2 separate regions of the Anser cygnoides genome follow, and region 2 is linked to region 1. A link is a contact called in public Hi-C data. All regions are on one chromosome and are shown on one strand. Each heading gives the region's core, a stretch centred on a gene start, on an enhancer-like site or on the middle of the called end of the contact. The rest is flanking DNA. Distances are from core to core; before and after follow the strand shown.

What was found. A called contact is a pair of places that touch in the nucleus more often than the background predicts.
Region 2: a contact with region 1 is called in a Hi-C map of liver, with 2.1 times the contacts expected there. The contact joins the promoter of HES4 here to the enhancer-like site in region 1. A contact is called at or near these places in 2 of 7 Hi-C or Micro-C datasets (both in liver).

Annotation. Positions count from the first base shown.
Region 1 is chr23:5,049,386-5,053,965 of Taihu_goose_T2T_genome, forward strand. PLEKHN1 (pleckstrin homology domain containing N1) reads left to right here. Exons shown (of 15, transcript XM_048067341.2): 5 at 538-625; 6 at 3,407-3,531; 7 at 4,277-4,444. Among named protein-coding and RNA genes, the nearest start is that of PLEKHN1, 9.0 kb to the left of the region's middle. Within about 2 kb of position 2,361, at least 1 of the 3 cell types and tissues checked has open chromatin away from gene starts, as enhancers often do. A contact at or near this core is called in liver, where this site is marked.
Region 2 is chr23:5,135,007-5,139,586 of Taihu_goose_T2T_genome, forward strand. It overlaps HES4 (hes family bHLH transcription factor 4), which reads right to left and starts at 2,213. Exons shown (of 6, transcript XM_048067760.2): 1 at 2,028-2,213; 2 at 1,774-1,869; 3 at 1,584-1,671; 4 at 985-1,436; 5 at 914-982; 6 at 827-912. The coding sequence starts at 2,138. The coding sequence ends at 844.

The sequences.
Region 1 (4,580 bases), core at 1,111-3,610:
TAATGCGATGTGACAATGCAGTCTCTTGAGTCAGCCAGCAAGCCAGCCTTCAGCCGAAAAGACACATGTCAGAATATAAACAATATCACAAAATCCCCTGTCTGCCTTATAAACAGCCCCTCAGATTATTAATTCTAAAGGAATTAAAAAGAAATTAATGTGCCGGCAGTGGCCGCTGGACATTACGGCAATTTGCATCCTTTACAGCCCTTGTTCAGAGAGCCCAAGACAGGGAGCACAAACTTGTCATCTGTCCCCGTGCCTCGTTGCAGGAACCCGGCAGCCCAGTTTTGCTTTATGGGCATTTTCATCTGGTTTTCTTCGCTAAATCAGCATTGTTTCGTTGAGCTTTCTCTTAAAACCAAAAGATTTGAAGCGTACGGAGAGCATTCTGGCCAGCAGGGCTGTGGACATCCTGAATATTTCCAGATTTCTGCAGTCCAACCTGCTGGGGCCGGGGCTGGGCTCCCAGTCCCCCACGATACAGGGGTGCTCGTCGCCCGTCCCCCGAGATAACGGTGCATCCTTCTCGCGCAGGGACTGCTGCCTCTGAAAGAGCTGAACGTGTGTGAAATCGAGACTGGGAAGAGCCCGGGGCAGGAGGATCACGCCTTCCGCATCACAGGTCGGTGCCTCCGCGCTCGCTTCGGGAATGGGGAGCAAAGGGTGCGTTAGTCACATCTGCCTGCTCTTTGTCCCCCTCTGACCTAGTCCCAGAGGAAATCACACTGAGAGAGGAGACAGGGAGGTGATGCTCGTCCTCCCACCGTTTGCATCCTTCCCTCCGAGGCTCCGAAATCCCTGGCCACGGATGCCCAGGGCTGCAGGCAGGGAAGGGGCTGGGGGGGGAGCACAGGGGATGGGCCGATGGGGCACCTGGTGGTGGTTCCTGCAGGAGCTGTGCATGCTGATGTAGATTTGAATGCAAACTGCAGCAGTGCTGAGAGGTGAACGGCCCCACCAGTAACACCAGCTGGGTGCCATCGTAGCACAGCATCACTTCTTTGACTCTCCCCCAGCAGCACTCCTGCCTCCATGAGCCTTTTAGACTTTTCTCGGCGAGATCTTCCTTTATAAAACGTTTCCCGGGATCACAACCTGCTGCAGCATGGCCGGAGGCTTCTTTGGGCAAAGTCATTACAGAGCTGCAGCAGCCCCAAGCCCCCAAGAGGGGCAGTTACAGCTTGAAGTGCACAGAAATAAGCGGTTAACCCTGTAAAGACAGAGCCAAGGAAGCTCATTCGTGTCCTGTGCCCACTGCTAGAAAGCCGTGCAATGGCCACTGAAACAAAAAAAATAACCTATAAAAAGGAGCTGGGAAAAATGACCCACTAATTTTAAGGACTGCCGGGTTGTTGCATCATTGAGCTGCGTGGGGCAGGGCTCTCGAACCCTTTTTGGCAGCCGAAAAGACGAAGGAAATCTCCGCGCAGGGCTGGGCGGACGCGCTCTGATCGCGCTGAAACGCGGGCGAGCGCGGCTGGGTGGAAAATCGCCCCGAGCTGTGCTGGGTTTGGGTCCTGCTCAGGGGAAGAACAAACCGAGGCTCTTCTGGCAGAGGGAGGTGGTTAGGAAATAGTGACAAGGAGAGGCCGGGGAGGCAGCGGTGTTTAGGAAACCCGTGAGATCAGCGGAGCAGTTTTATTTCTCCGCTGGAGCGGGAGAAACCGAGGCGCAGCAGGAGCAGAGCCTGGTGTGTGGCCTCAGGGTGGGAGTCTTTTGTCTCATGACTTGGAGACAGAAGACACGAGCCCATCCTCTTGTGAAATCCTGCGGATTTTCCCCAGGAACTGTGCTTTCTGGGCAGCTCGGTGCCTTGGAAGGTGCCAGCACCGTCGCTGCTGATGCTGGCACCTTGGCTGCTCCAGGCTCTGGAGCATCCTGGTGCCCCTGCCCCAGCTGGGGGTGCTGCAGCAGCTTTTTGCTGGCTCCAGGCAGAGCTCTGGGTGGGAACGGGCTGCAGCCGCGCAGGGAAGTGGCTTCGTTGACCCCGACCTTCCCCTGGGAGCCTTCCCACGGAAAGGGGAAGCGCGGGGCAGACGAAGGGCGCACGAGGGCCGGCACAGGTTGCTCAGCCCCGCTGCGTCACGGCGCTGCCGCAGGCTGTGCTGCTGGAGTTCCTCTTCTCCTTTTTCCCCCCCTTAGCACCCCGTCGGATGTGGCGGCGAGGGGTGGCAGGGCACGCAGTGCCGTGCTGGAAAAGATTCCCGCTGCCTCTGCGATGGTCTGGGTGCTCCGAAAGGGCTCGGAGCTTCCCGAACATCTGGATAACGTTGTCACGTATGCACCCTCCCGGCTGCCCTGCACAGGGCAGGGAATCTCTTTATCTCCGCTGCAAGGGCAGGGAAATCAAGGCAGGGAAAGAGGCGAGAGCTCGGAGCCACGCGGGTCGATGGGCACACGGGTGCCCAGGGCTGCGTGCCACCGCAGTGCTGCGACGGGTCTGAGCACCGTGACTCACGGGCTGCCACTCAGCTGCCTCGGTTTCCCCACCTCTGTGTTTGTGTTAGTGCATTTCTGGACAGACGGAGGTGTCTCAGAGTCTTAATTAAGCGATAGTCGCAGATAATGCAGGAATTACGAGATGACAGGCGCTCCACAGGAGGGCAAAGTACCGTGTTTATGCCGTGCGCTCGTTATCTGAGTACCTCCAAGTCCCATGAATCCAGGCCTTATGAAGCATGCACCAAATATGGCTTTAATTGTGAGATCACGGGTAAATTATTAATCACAACGTCCATTCTGCAGCGTGCCAGAAATGATTATTAACGTCATTAGGTTGTCTCCGCAGTGAGTAGCAGGGGGTGTGTGAGACTGGGGCTTGTGCTACGAAGGGAACGATAGCCGGAGACGCTAAACCCAACGAGATGTAGGGCTGTTCCTCCCTCCCGGGCCACGTCTGAGAGCAGCTTCAGCTCGTCTGGCACAGGCCCTATCTGGCGAGGCAATAAACAGGCAGTATTGGGAAGCTGCTGCTGCTCCATGTGTTTGCAGCCGAAGCGAAACCAAGAGCACCACGATGGTTTGGCGAGGCGTCATGGATGCTTTCCGCAAGCCGACGGGGGCTTGCGGAGTTAAAAGCTGCCTGCTGTTCTCAGGCGTGACTTTTGGACTCTTGGACTTTTGCTCCTGACTTGGTTTTGGACAGAAAAAGGGCGGTCAGAGCTAGAGGTGACCGCAGGAGCTGAAGGTGCCGGCGAGGTTGCCTCCCGAGAGCTTCCCAGCAGCCCGTCCCATGCCAGGAAACGTGACGGAGATGGTGGCGGCGTGGGCTGGAGCTCGGTGGCCGGAGAGCAATGTCCCAGGCAGCCTGGGGTGCGATGTGCTGAGCCAGGACAGCCCCGGCCAGCTGATTGCCCTGTGATGCTCGTGCCCTTATCTGCTCGTCTCATCTCGTTTCTCCCAGGTCCTTTGCTGAATCCCCTTATCGTGTTCTGCCCGACTGAGTCAGAGCTCAAGCAGTGGCTTTACCACCTGGAGAAACAGATCCACCTGAACGGAGGGAGCCTGGGCCTGCCCTTCCTCTCTCAGGTGAGCGTCTTGGGCCGGTGAAGCTGTGTTAGAGGGGGACAACCCCTCCAGCCAGCCGCTCTCAGCATTTTCCAGCACCTTTTTCCGTCCTCCTTTGGGGCTCGGGGCTCCTCCAGCCTGCAGAGCGTGAGCAGAGGGCAGGGGGTGGAAAGGCAGCGGAGCTCTGGGTCCGCTTCCAAGCGCTCCCTGCTGTGCTCGCTGCTATTTCCAAATGCTGGGCGGAGACGTGGGGTTTAATCCGGGCCCGATCCCCTCTTCTCCAGGCTGGCTGCTTCCCTGCAGCAGCCAGGAGCCGCCCCTCCGGTTGGCGTGCAGGGGTCCGGCAGGGTGTGGGTGCCAAAAGGGAGCCCTGCCACCCAGGGGTGCCGCACCACGAGGTTTGGGGCTGCTTCGGAGAAATTCTCACCCAGCTGGCTGCTGGTGCAAATGTCCTGAGCTTGCAAAACATTTCGGAGGAGGAGGCTGGGAGCGGGGTCTAGCAAACAGGACCAGATTCAAGAGGCCTGCCTTCTCTTCCAAGCTTTAGGGGGTGTTCTCCTCCCCTCCTGCCTCTGTCTGCCCACGTGTGAAACGTGGATATTCCCCTCTGAATTCCCAAAACGTGCAGATGATGCTAGGCTGGAAAGCTGCCTCCTGCACAGGTTTATTTGATCTTTCCTGCCTCTGCCCCGCTTGAGAAGTGTCCTGCCGTGGGCCCTGTGCTGGCTTAGCGCTCAGGGGAGGACACAGCTTCCCTGCTCCTCAGCCCTGCTCCTGTCCCCAGGATGACTGGCAGCAGAGCTCCATGGGGAAGGAGGAGCTGCGGTGGTCCGTGCAGAACATGCCCGTCCAGGAGTGGAGAGGGACCCAGCGGGAATCCCTCGGCAACGTCCTCTGTGCTTCCAAAGTGAAGCTTCAGCACTTGCCTTTCCAGGTAGGACGCAGCCTCGGGTCGGCCAGGCCGATGGTGCAGAGCCCTGCCCAAGTGCTGCCAACCATCCAGGGGGTCCCCGAGGGCTCCTTTAACCCGCGCCCCTGTAAATGGGACAAGGTTTGTCACCGTTCCTCCA
Region 2 (4,580 bases), core at 963-3,462, 85 kb after region 1:
GCATACTCGATGAGACCCTTTATACCTTCTAATTACCCTCCTCACAATGGGGACAGACTCTCCTGCCTCTTTTGTGGGCGAGATAGTAACTTTTGCGCACCCCCCCCCCCCCCCCAATCCCTAAAAAGAGGTAACAGGAGCGAAGCCCTAAAAGCAGCAGCAAATCCTAAAAGCAGAGTTATTTCAGTAAGCGGTATTGGGGTCGTGCATTGCTCAGGTTCCAGGGGCAAATTTTTAGGAATTGTTTTTTTTTTTGAGCGGGAACAGGGCACTGCAAAGATCTCAGTGCTATTTCAGCAGGGCCAGACCCCCACCCCCCCTTGCCTCCCCTCTATCTGTTGCAGGAATCCCTTCCAGCAGCCTTACTTAAGGCCATAAAGTTTGCCCCTACTTTTTTCCCCCCCCCTCCTGAGGATTAGCTTTGTCCCTGCTAAATGAAAAGAAGAAAAAAAATCTATTTCAAAGAGTTTATTTAAACACCTGCATTTTTTTTTTTGGAAGTCTCCAACACAGGCACGCAACACACACACAGACAAACGGGATACAAACAACTTTGGCATTATACTTTTTGAATATTTGTTACAAAACTATTTCTCATTTATTTCTTTTTCTTAAAAAAAGTATCTCAAATAAAGGCATTTCAAAGGAGTAAAAATACAAGTTGAGATCCCAACCTCTGAAAATAATAAATAGCACGTTCATATCGAGGTCCTTTTTTTTTTTCCTTTTAAATCCTCCATTCTGCGTTTTTTTTTTTAAAAAAAAAAAAAGAAAAACCCGACCATAACAGGGCTCCTTACAACGGAGCCAAGCAGAGTTTCGTGCCTTTTTGCTCTGGGCAAGTCACCAAGGCCTCCAGACGGATTCACTGCGCTCTGCGACGGGGCTCCCCGCCTGGGACGCCGGCACAATGCTGCCCCCAAATGATGTCAAGCCCTGCACCGGGGACGCCGACGGGGTGGCGGATGCGTTCCCCGATCCTCCTCCTCCTCCTGCAGACACGGGGACGTTGGCGTTGGCGTAGAGGGGGATCACCGGTCCGGAGCCGGGCGGGAAGGCTGGGTTGGGGATGAGGAAGGCGAATTGGCCATCGGTGGCCGGGACGAGCTGGAAACCCCCATAAACCTTGGGGGACAAGGCTTCGGCGGGGTTCATCTTGCAGGGCACGGGCACGGCTCCGGCAGCGGGCGGCAGCTGGACGTGCAGCGGCTGTGCCAGATGCGCCGGCTGCCCGGCGGGCGGCGGAGGAGGAGGCGGCGGCGGGTAGTTCATGGCCACGATCTGCCCCAAGCAAGCCGAGAGGTGGCCGAGCAGGCGGGTGCGGACGTCGGCGTTGACCCCCTCGCAGGTGGAGAGGAACCTGGTCACCTCGTTCATGCACTCGTTGAAACCAGCCCGGTATTTGCCCAGCACCGTGGGGTCGGCGCTGAGGGCGGCTGCAAAGCGAAGGGCGGCGGGTGAGCGGCTGCGGGGTGGCGTGCGAGCGGCCACCCAGCCCCCCCCAAAAAAAACCCTGAAAAGGGATTTTTTTTTATTTTTTTCTTAAAGAGGATGATGAGAGGGATGCCGGGTTTCGTCCTTACCCGTCATCTGCGCCCGCTGCAGGTTCCGCAGGTGCTTCACCGTCATCTCCAGGATGTCCGCCTTCTCCAGCTTGGAGTGCCGCGAGCTCTGCGGGACGACAGCGGCCGTCAGCCTCCCCCCCACCTTCTTCCTCACCCCCCAGACCCCCCTCCGTTTCGCCTTCCCACCCCCAAAAACACCCCAACTCACGTCTTTTTTCAGCGCGTCCAGGATGAGCGTCTTCAGCTGCCCCAGGCTCTCGTTGATGCGCGCCCGGCGCCGCTTCTCCATGATGGGCTTGGAGGACTGCGGGGAGAGCCTCGGTTGGTCGCCGATCGCTTCCACACCCCCCCCCAAATTAATTTTTGATTTAATCTCCCCCCTCCCCATGCACCGACCTCAGCACGGCCGCCGGCTCGCCGCCATCCACCTCCGCCGCGCGCCGGCCGGGCCCCGCCATTTACCTTGCGGTGCTCGCTGGCGCTCCGGGGCTTGTCCGGCGTGTGGCTGGCGGTGGCCGGCGCCCCGGCGATGGGCGAGGCGGTGGGCTTCTCCGGGCCCGCGTCTGCGGGCATGGCGCTGCGAGCGGCGGCGGCGGCACCGCGGAGCTCCGGCGGCGGCAGCGGGGCCGGGAGTGGCGGCGGCCGGCTCCCCCCCTGCCTTTTATACCCGCCGCCCGCTCCCCATTCGTGGGAAACCGCCGCCGCGGCCGTTCCCACAGCGCCGCCGGCCAATGGCAGCGCGGATCGCCCCCCCCCCCCTCCCCGCCGCCCCGCAGCCCGCGCCGCGATTGGCGGGCCGGGGCGTCACGCGCGCGGGCGCGCGCGCGCGGCCCGCCCCCTCGCTCGCGCGCCCCGCGCCTCGCCCCGCCCGTCGGCGGGAGGCCGCCCGGCGCGCGCGGGGCCACGCGGGGACGGCGGCGGCGGGCGGCGGGCGGCCAATCGGCGGAGGGCGGGCGGCGGCGCCGGCGCCGATTGGCTGGCGGGGAGCCCGGCCGTCAATCAAGCGGGCGGCGCTCGGCCCCGCCCTCGGCCGCCCGGCGCCGGGAGCACGTGCCGCCGCGCGCCCGGCGGCCCGCGGGGGGAGGCCGCGCCCACTGGGGCGCGCGCCGGGCGCCGTGCGGAGAGCGGCGGGAGGCGTGCGGCGTGCAAGGGGCGCCGCGGGAGGGGCAGCGAGCAGCGTGCAAGGGTAACGGGCACCGTGCAGTGGGTAACGGGCACCGTGCAAGGGTAACGAGCAACGTGCAATGGGTAACGGGCACCGTGCAAGGGTAACGAGCACCGTGCAATGGGTAATGAGCACCGTGCAAGGGTAATGAGCAACGTGCAATGGGTAATGAGCAATGTGCAAGGGTAACGGGCACCGTGCAAGGGTAAAGGGCACTGTGCAAGGGTAACGAGCACCGTGCAAGCGGTAACGGGCACCGTGCAAGGGTAACGAGCACCGTGCAATGGGTAATGGGCACCGTGCAAGGGTAACGAGCACCGTGCAAGGGTAACGAGCACCATGCAAGGGGTAACGGGCAACGTGCAATGGGTAATGAGCACCGTGCAAGGGTAACGAGCACCGTGCAAGGGTAACGAGCAACGTGCAATGGGTAATGGGCACCGTGCAAGGGTAACGAGCACCGTGCAAGGGTAACGGGCACCGTGCAATGGGTAACGGGTACCGTGCAGTGGGTAACGAGCACCGTGCAAGGGTAACGAGCACCGTGCAAGGGGTAACGGGCACCGTGCAAGGGTAACGAGCACCGTGCAATGGGTAACAAGCAATGTGCAAGGGTAACGGGCACCGTGCAAGGGTAAAGGGCACCGTGCAAGGGTAACGAGCACCGTGCGATGGGTAACGGGCACCGTGCAAGGGTAACGAGCACCGTGCAAGGGTAACGGGCACCGTGCAAGGGTAACGGGCACCGTGCAAGGGTAACGGGCACCGTGCAAGGGTAACGAGCTATGTGCAAGAGTAACGAGCAACGTGCAATGGGTAACGAGCAATGTGCAAGGGTAACGGGCACCGTGCAAGGGTAAAGGGCACCGTGCAAGGGTAACGAGCACCGTGCAATGGGTAAGGGGCACCGTGCAAGGGTAACGAGCACCGTGCAAGGGTAACGAGCACCATGCAATGGGTAACGGGCACCGTGCAAGGGTAACGAGCAACGTGCAATGGGTAATGGGCACCGTGCAAGGGTAACGAGCAACGTGCAAGGGTAATGGGCACCATGCAAGGGGTAATGGGCACCATGCAAGGGGTAACGGGCACCGTGCAAGGGTAACGAGCACCGTGCAATGGGTAATGGGCACCGTGCAAGGGGTAACGGGCACCGTTCAAGGGTAACGAGCAACGTGCAATGGGTAATGGACACCGTGCAAGGGGTAACGGGCACCGTGCAAGGGTAACGAGCACCGTGCAAGGGGTAACAGGCAACGTGCAAGGGTAACAAGCACCGTGCAAGGGTAACGAGCACCGTGCAAGGGTAACGAGCACTGTGCAATGGGTAATGAGCACCGTGCAATCGGTAACAGGCATTGTGCACTGTGCAATAGGTAAAGAGCACCATGGAAGGGATAACGAGCACTGTGCAATGGGTAACGGGCACCGTGCAATAGGTAAAGAGCACCGTGCAATGTTCAATGGGTAACGAGCTCTGTGCAATGGGTAGAGAGCACCATGGACCGTGCAGGGGGTAATGAGCACTGGGCACAGGGCACTGGGGACCCGCAGGTACTTTTCCTGCCACTTGCATCCTTTTTTATGCCAGTTCTGTATTTTTTTATACCAGTTTCATGCTTTTTTTATGCAGTTTCCACCCCTTTTTATACCATTTTCATCCATTTTTACGCCATTTCCATCCCTTTTTTTGCCAGTTCCATCCTGTTTCCTGCCACTTCCAACCTCTTTTATACCAATTCCATCCTTTTTTATGCCATTTCCGTCCCTTCTTTACACTGTTTCCGTCCCTTTTTATACCATTTCCATCCCTTTTTTATGCCTCTTCCATCCCTTTTTACACCGTTTCC